2 separate regions of the Mus musculus genome follow, and region 2 is linked to region 1. Evidence: chromatin contacts called from public Hi-C data. All regions are on one chromosome and are shown on one strand. The core of a region is the stretch at or near the end of the contact, and the rest is flanking DNA. Distances in the headings are between cores, read along the strand shown.

The links. Hi-C and Micro-C count contacts between places; a contact is called where the count stands out from the background.
Region 2: a Hi-C map of liver shows a contact between it and region 1, with 1.6 times the contacts expected there. The contact joins the promoter of Cps1 here to the enhancer-like site in region 1. A contact is called at or near these places in 1 of 39 promoter capture datasets (liver), 2 of 484 Hi-C or Micro-C datasets (the HL-1 cell line and liver) and 1 of 9 other capture datasets (liver).

Annotation. Positions count from the first base shown.
Region 1 is chr1:67,000,629-67,004,453 of GRCm38.p6, forward strand. Lancl1 (LanC (bacterial lantibiotic synthetase component C)-like 1) reads right to left here. Exons shown (of 9, transcript NM_001190985.1): 8 at 3,711-3,783; 9 at 1-2,929. The coding sequence ends at 2,853. Among named protein-coding and RNA genes, the nearest start is that of Lancl1, 36 kb to the right of the region's middle. Within about 2 kb of position 1,758, at least 18 of the 459 cell types and tissues checked have an H3K27ac peak or open chromatin away from gene starts, as enhancers often do. A contact at or near this core is called in liver, where this site is marked.
Region 2 is chr1:67,120,970-67,124,794 of GRCm38.p6, forward strand. It overlaps Cps1 (carbamoyl-phosphate synthetase 1), which reads left to right and starts at 2,058. Exons shown (of 38, transcript NM_001080809.2): 1 at 2,058-2,321. The coding sequence starts at 2,196.

The DNA.
Region 1 (3,825 bases), core at 508-3,007:
CAATGCCCCCCACACTGACTCCTGTTCACCAGATGTAAACAGTTTTCTATGGCCCAGCAGTATGGAGCCCCCAGAAACCTGGTCTGACCGGTTTTGAGGAAGCAAGAGGAACTGGAATTAATGTCAAGTAAGCCGGGGACTACACCTGAGTTCTTGGAGCCTAAGGAGGAGAGAAGTGAAAGATCCCACTTACACTACTTACTTCAAGATTAGGCCCAGTAATCTAGATACAAATTGACCTGAGGACACAGGAATAGAGTGCTGCAATTCTGTTACTTAGAGAAACAGGGAAGGAGAAAAAAATACTCGTAGATCCTCTTCAATCTAAGTCTATCTACATGGGGGCTTTCTGCGTTGATACAGGCAGGGCATGATGAGGATAAGGGAACCAGATGACCCTGAGGATGGGAGACCGACAGCTGGGATGAAATGAACTCCCTGGTGGGATCTATGGAGACGGCCATGTCAATGCTGACATGTTACACGATTCAAGTTTAGGGCTGAAAAGCACAAGGGGATAAATAGACTGCCTGGCAGGCTCAGAACCCCTTACTGCCCAGTCTCTGGATGGAGATGAACAATGCCACTGAGTTTTCCAAAGCAGCCACTGGAAGGTTTTGAAACTAGGAATTAAAACCTCTGAAGGAAAAATGCATAAGAATAAAACCAACCATGTCTGCACGACACCTGAATGGAAATGGTTCTTGCAGCCTCTACCCGAGGAGGGGCGTTGGTGTCAGCCTTTACTCTATGTGAGTTTAAGATCCTTAGAAAACTCTCCTAGCTCTTAAACATTAGTCAACAGCGGCATAAACACTGTCAGTGTAGTGAGTTTCTAAAATGCTACAGTGAAGAGAGCTGAATGGTGTTCATGAGTCTGTTCATGGGTGACAATATGCAGGAGGCAACACTCATCAGGATGCCTGGGGAAGCACTGTGACCAAGTCTACTGGCTGATCAAAACACTTCCTCTTTTTCTTTAATAAGTATCTATAGTAAAGTGCAGACAGAATATAATAAGCCATTTAACTAAACAAAGTGGGCTTTCTTTTCTAAAGCTGGACACCCAGCCAAACAGCTGCACTTTACTGTCTAAGAGTGACTTATAAATATTGATACAAAGCCTTCACCTGGCACAGTCTACACACAACTTCTGAGGATGCACAGGGGTCACAGAAGGACCAATTCAATCCTAGAAATCGAGTGCTGGGCTGCTCTTTGGATCCTACTGTAGGCACCCTTAAAAGGGCCAGAAAATTTCACGTAATATTAGCTATCTTGGTACCAAATAGAAAATAACAGGAGATTACTCCTCATAGCAACCAGGATACACTCCATGGGGATTTGATCTCCAATAAAAACTGAATGACCAAAAGAGCCACAAATAGCACATTAAATATTCTTAGACCCTGTTGTTTTAAAGCTGGAAAATGTTACCACGTAGGTTAGAGTCTGGTTAGGCCTTTGATATCGAGGAAAGAAGGGAGGAGCTAAAGAGTCAATAGGCGTTTGTTCAGAGGTCGAAACACGGGGGAGTCTTCGTGTACAAACAAACCTGACTCCGAGGTGGTCTCGGAATGTGAAGGACACTTGCTCTTGGGATATGCAAACCGCCATTTGTTACACGCATGAAGGCAGTCACATCCCATTCCAGCCAAGAGCCGTGTTTTCTTAGAAGCTACTGGTCAGAGCAGCTCCCTTTCCACACTCTTTGTAAGCAGAGTTAGAGTTTGTACTAGTTAGTGACGAGATCAATGTTCAAGTCAATTGACAGAAGGTGATGACATGTGGCACTCACTCAGGCACAGTCAGCGAAAAGCAAGGCAAAGCTGAGCCAAACGTCTCAAGGTCAGCCAAAGGTCAGGTGGGACCCTGTCTCAGCAAATTCACACAGACAATCTACTTCTAGATCTCATCTGAGTACTAAAGGACAGACAACTTTTAAAACAAACATTTCTGAAATCTAACACAAGCCAAGGAACTGTTATTTGTGAGTAAACTTTCAGATCAGAATGTGCATCCCAACCATTTAAGTTTTGATCCTGTTGCTGCTAGATAGGGCCTGTGTGGCTCATGAAGTGGGATTTCTAGTTCAGACAGAAACTAGGAATTTAAAAAAATGACATTTAGGCCCAAAAATCTAGTCTATAACTCTTGCAGTTTTTCTTCCAGAAGCACGGGCTACATTTTTTGGTCCCCTTTGCTCACCACTTGAGAGAACCCAGTCCCAGAACTACTACTCTCTGTGGAGGCAGAATGCTCAACAGAAGAGCTGGAAGGCAGTACCCAGCAACAGCCATCACATGTAATGTGTCCACCTGCACTGAGCTCGTGTGTGCACTGTGTGCACTGTGTGTATCTGTGTTGGGGCAGGGCCCAGGGCTCTTCTCCATGCTAGGAGTGTTCTACCACTCAGCTACGTGCCAGATCTCTCCTGCTCTTTACCTTGAAAACGGGTCTCACTAAGTTGCCTAGGTTGGCCTTGAACTTGTGATCCTCCTGCCTCTCTCCCCAGGAGATGGGATAACATGCTCCCAGGCATGGATCACATTGATGGATAAGTAGTAAGAGGAACATTTCCTGCATGTCTGGGAACCATGCGAATGATCAGAAGATACTGTACTGTCATCCATCCTTCCCTCTGGAAGGGAATTAAGATGGCTTCAAGTACACTTATAAATAAAAAGTAAATAATAAAAGGTGCTGAACTGCTAAAGACAAATTATGGAAATAAAAACTCGACCACTTCAAAGTACACAGTTTCATTCTGCTTCCTTCAAAAGCAAGGGCAATATGTAGCCCAGAGTAATACACAGAGTCATGCTGTAAGCGGCAGGAGACATGCTTTCTTTTCAGAGTTCAAATGCAGGGAACTTGGCCTTTGTGGGGACTAACAGGTCAGCCAAGAAATATATTGTTCCAGCCATCCCTAGAGGAACAGAAAGAAGCACACGTTACTACACCAAATGGCTCCATTTCCTAAGGCTCATTTATTTTTATTTTTTTATTTTTTATTGACTTTTGGTCATGGGAAGCATCCTGTAATTCATACCCTGCATTCAACATCAGAGGCCCCTCGGGGGTTCTTGGCTTTCTTTTTATCCAGAGGAAGACAGGAGACAGAATGGAGGCAAGCACAGTCAAGCTACTTATTCTAGCCACTCACTTCCTGTCACCTGGCCACATGCCAGCTCCTTCAGCACTGCCTCGTGGCCACTTACCTCCCAGAGGCTCTGTATCTATGACTCAGCATATGCCTGGGTTCATAAATGGTGGCCACCATGACAGCTACTAATATTATAGTCTGAGGTAAATGCTCACTGACTAATTTATTTATTTATTTATTTATTTAGGCACCAGGTTTCACACAGTCCAGGCTGGCCTTAAACAAGTAAATGGCCTAGTTGAATTGCTGATCTTCCGGTCTCTACTGTTTCCACCCCTTGAGTGCTGGGATTATAGAGATGTGGGTATATGCCAATATGCCTAGTTTATGTGGTGTGGAAGATGAACTCAGGGCTTTGGGTAGACTAAGCAACTGTAACAACTGAGCTACACCCCCAGCCTTGCTCACCGACCTGACATTTCAGGAAATAAGGTGGTACATGTTTAAGAATGGACTATAAGAATCAGATTGTGGTTACACCTGATTATCACCAAGCAGAATGGTAGCTGATGATCTTAGGAGCTAAGTCATGTGTGAAAAATACCTTCAAAGAGGGAGAAGGGGGTGTCCGCTGTCCTGCATCCGTGCTCCCCGTAGTCTAAGCACCACTCAGCAAACTGAAAATGAGACCGAGTTCAATTACTGTAGTTATTTCTTCC
Region 2 (3,825 bases), core at 808-3,307, 120 kb after region 1:
CACAGTATATGAATAGAGGTGAGAAGATAATCTCATGTGTTGGTCCTCATCTTCCACCTAGTATGAAACAGTTTTCACCATGTATGCCAAGCTAGTGGATCCATGAGCTTCCTAAGATTCTAAGATTCCTAAGATTGCAGCAATGGGATTTTAGCTGCAAGCCCTTCATTTGAACCATATCCCCAGCAAAGGAGGGGAAGGGAGGAAGGGAAGAAGGGAGGGAGGGAGGGAGGGAGGGGAGAGAGAGAGAAAGAGAGAGAGAGAGAGAGAGAGAGAGAGAGAGAAAATGAATTTACATTTCAATTTATGGAAAAGAATAAAATGCTTTTTGAGCATTAAATTAAAAGGAATGTTTGTAATTCTTCCAAATGTGATAAATGCCTTGATTTTATTTCTCTATGTGGGATTACATACAAGAAAATAATAAAGCTATAGACAGTGACAACTATGGTAAGTGCATGAGTAACAGAGGGAAAGTTACTGTGTAAAATAATTTTACTTTTCCAGACAAATGAATTATATAAACGTAGAGACCCACAATGTCCTGGCTTATAAGCAGTAAATTTTCTAAGACAAGGCCCATCATCTGTGTCCGTGATATATTCTGGACACCCTCCTTAGCTGAATGTATGCAGCTTATGTAAGGAAAGAATCATAGCAATGTGGGAAAAATTCAAAATATTATGAAGAATGTCTTTCATGAAAGTGTACTATTCTTTTAAATTTTTCTTGCCTGACTTTCGTGATCCCTACCCATCATGTCCTAAGCCCCACCCCTTTGACTTGCCCAAGTGTAAGCTTCCTCCTTCATGTCATAATGTTTGACAGTTTGGTTGTAAGTTCTAGTCTATCTGGGCACTTAATTCCAAAGACACTCACCATTTTATTCATTATTTATCCATTTCCGGGCTTTCCAATCTTGAGGTTGCGTGTGGAGTCCCAATGTATGAATTTTCTATTTTGAGTTTAAGAATTTTAACTATTTTTTCAAATAGTTTGACCCCAGTGAATGTTTCTATACTAATGCATCAAGACAGAGGATTTAAGCTCTGCTTTGATACTTATTTGTGGGTTCGTATTTTCCCTTCCAGCATTGACACTATGTCAGTGAAATTAACATACCTTTATGTCATCACCTTCACTATGGAAATCCTAAGGAGTAAGTCTTCACAGCTTACATTTCCTGGCCTTCAAGGCTGTCTGGCAATGATGCTGTGGGGCTGCCTTCTCTTTATGTGCCTTGGCTTAAGTGAGATGCCCTGCTAGCCAATGTGACCCTTTGACTGCCCACTCTTACCTGTGGCTAAAGCATGAATTGAGTAATTGTATTTAGGTCAAAACACAAATGCCCAAATCTTGCATTATCTTAGGTGATACTTAAATCACTAAATAATTGAGATTAATGTTTATATTAAATTGTTTCCCATTGTTCTATTCTCATTTTTACAGGCTTAAGAGATCTGGAGATACACAGTAAATTCCTTTGTTCCCTTGTGTTCTGATTAGGGTTACCAATAGCTTTAAAATCTAGAATGAAGAAGAGTGTTGTAATAGAAATATAATATATTACTTCATTAGTAGTTTCTCTTCCCAAGTAACTCAGATGTTTTCTGTATATTTGTAGAGGAATGTTTGTTTTGATATTTTCTTTACTGGATGTGGTTTCCATCATCCTTTTTCAAGCAGAAACCTTTTCCATATTTGGGTTTTCTTGAAATCCAAATGGATTCTGAAGTGAATGAGGCACCATTTCCAACTTAGCAAAGTGTTTGATCTTTTGCATTATTAGCAAGGTACTGCCCTTTGAAGAAGGAGTACACCTAAGGCTGTTTACCATGCCTGGGTCATGTTATTCAGCTACATAAGCAACTCCTTTGATGGCTAGCTTGCTTGCTACAGCAGTATCATGATTTCCACAGGAGAAGGTGCCACTTGTTATGTTGCAATTTGTATGACATGTCCATTGGAACATCTCTGGACATCAGCTTGGGAGGAGGGGCTAAGGAAAGGAGGAGCTGTAGATAGGTTATTTAATGGCAGAATGAATGGGGAGTCAAAGATCGCTGTGCAGTCAGCCTACAGCCTCAACTGTACTGTCGCCACACAGCTTTCTTTCACACTGGTTACAAACAAATTGGACATCAAAATCTCATGAGATATTTGTGATTTAATTTTAGTCACAAAACATCTTCAAAATGACGAGGATTTTGACAGCTTGCAAAGTGGTGAAGACCCTGAAGAGTGGCTTTGGTTTTGCCAATGTGACTACGAAGCGACAGTGGGACTTCTCCAGACCTGGCATCAGGCTCCTTTCTGTGAAGGTAACACCCCTGTTTCTTGTGTCTGATGATAATGCACTGGACACAGTTTTGCAGCGAAGCCAATGTGGTGCTGACAGGGCAAATACAGCTTCGAACAAAGTTGTTTATTAAAAAAGTGCTTTACCATAGAATCCATTGATATGGCAAATGATTATTTTTAATCTTCTCTGAGTAAGGTGGAGGTGATATTTATCCAATATGAAGAATGACTCCAGTTTCTACGGACATATAAACTATAAGTGTACTACTAGGAAAAGGGTACACTTAAAAAAGTTATCATAGTTTAGTTTATGCCTTGATTTTATTGCTAATGGTCTGAGTTGAAAGAAGCAGGTTCTATGTACACAAGGAATACTCCCCCCCCGCCCCCAAGTATGCTAAGCCTTTGTTTTATAATGGCTTAACTGAAAAGGTTTCTTCCTAGACATATAAGGTTTTAAAAGTTTAGAAGAAAAATATCTACGAATTTTTAATATTGGATATCCCTGTACACAGAGGAAGACAGCATTTCCATGCTCTCTTAACCTTCTTATCAGAGGAAAAATTTATGATTCTCCTTTTTGCAGAATCAGATTTTGAGGCAAACAGCAGCTGAAAAATCTGTCTGTCCAGGTTTATCTGTAGCAGAGAGGCCAAGGTCACAGTGGAAAAGTAAATTCTTTCCCTCCTACCCCCACCCCTGGTTATGAAATCCCTATAGGAACCTCTACCTTTTCCTATCTCTTTATGATATTTCTCACTGGAGAAGGCTAATTGCATCATGGGGACTTGGTCAATGAAACACTTCTTTACTGAATACAAAGCTTCAGAAATCATAGTAGCTTCAATACACTGTTTCTTTAGAGCAAAGAGCTATAAAAAAGTAGAAAAAAAACACCATTCTTTTTCAGTGTTGAGTAAAAACAGGTTGAGTAGCACTGGGAATTCTGCTTGTAGTTTGGGTGCATAGTAGGCTGACTAAAAATTGTCCTGGTGCTCCTTAGATTCCTTTTTTTTTTTTTTTGACATTTGACTCTTTTTTTTTTTCCATTTTTTATTAGGTATTTAGCTCATTTACATTTCCAATGCTATACCAAAAGAGATTCTTTTGCTTATAATGCCTTGGTCAGGATTTCAGGGGCTTTGGATTCTGGCATGTGTGGGAACAGGCAATTTCTATAGGTTCTTATAGATTCCAGGGACAGGAGAGAGACATAAGAAGACTGGTGGGAGAGAAAAAGAGGGTGGAAGGAAAGGATGGTGGCATGGAGGGTAGGGAGAGGAAGAGGAGGATGGGGAAGGGGAGGAGGAGTGGGAGGGAAAGGGAGAGAGACACTTATGCTTACATCAATGACATGATACCAACTTGAGCCTGCTACCCTGAGAATTTATTACAAAGCCTAAGAAAGCCATGTTGGATTCATTTTGATAATAAGATGGAAGCCAGAAAGGAGAATGGATATTCTAAAGCATCAATAAGGACATAGTACCTTGATATACAGAGAATGGTGGTTTAGCTTTAGTT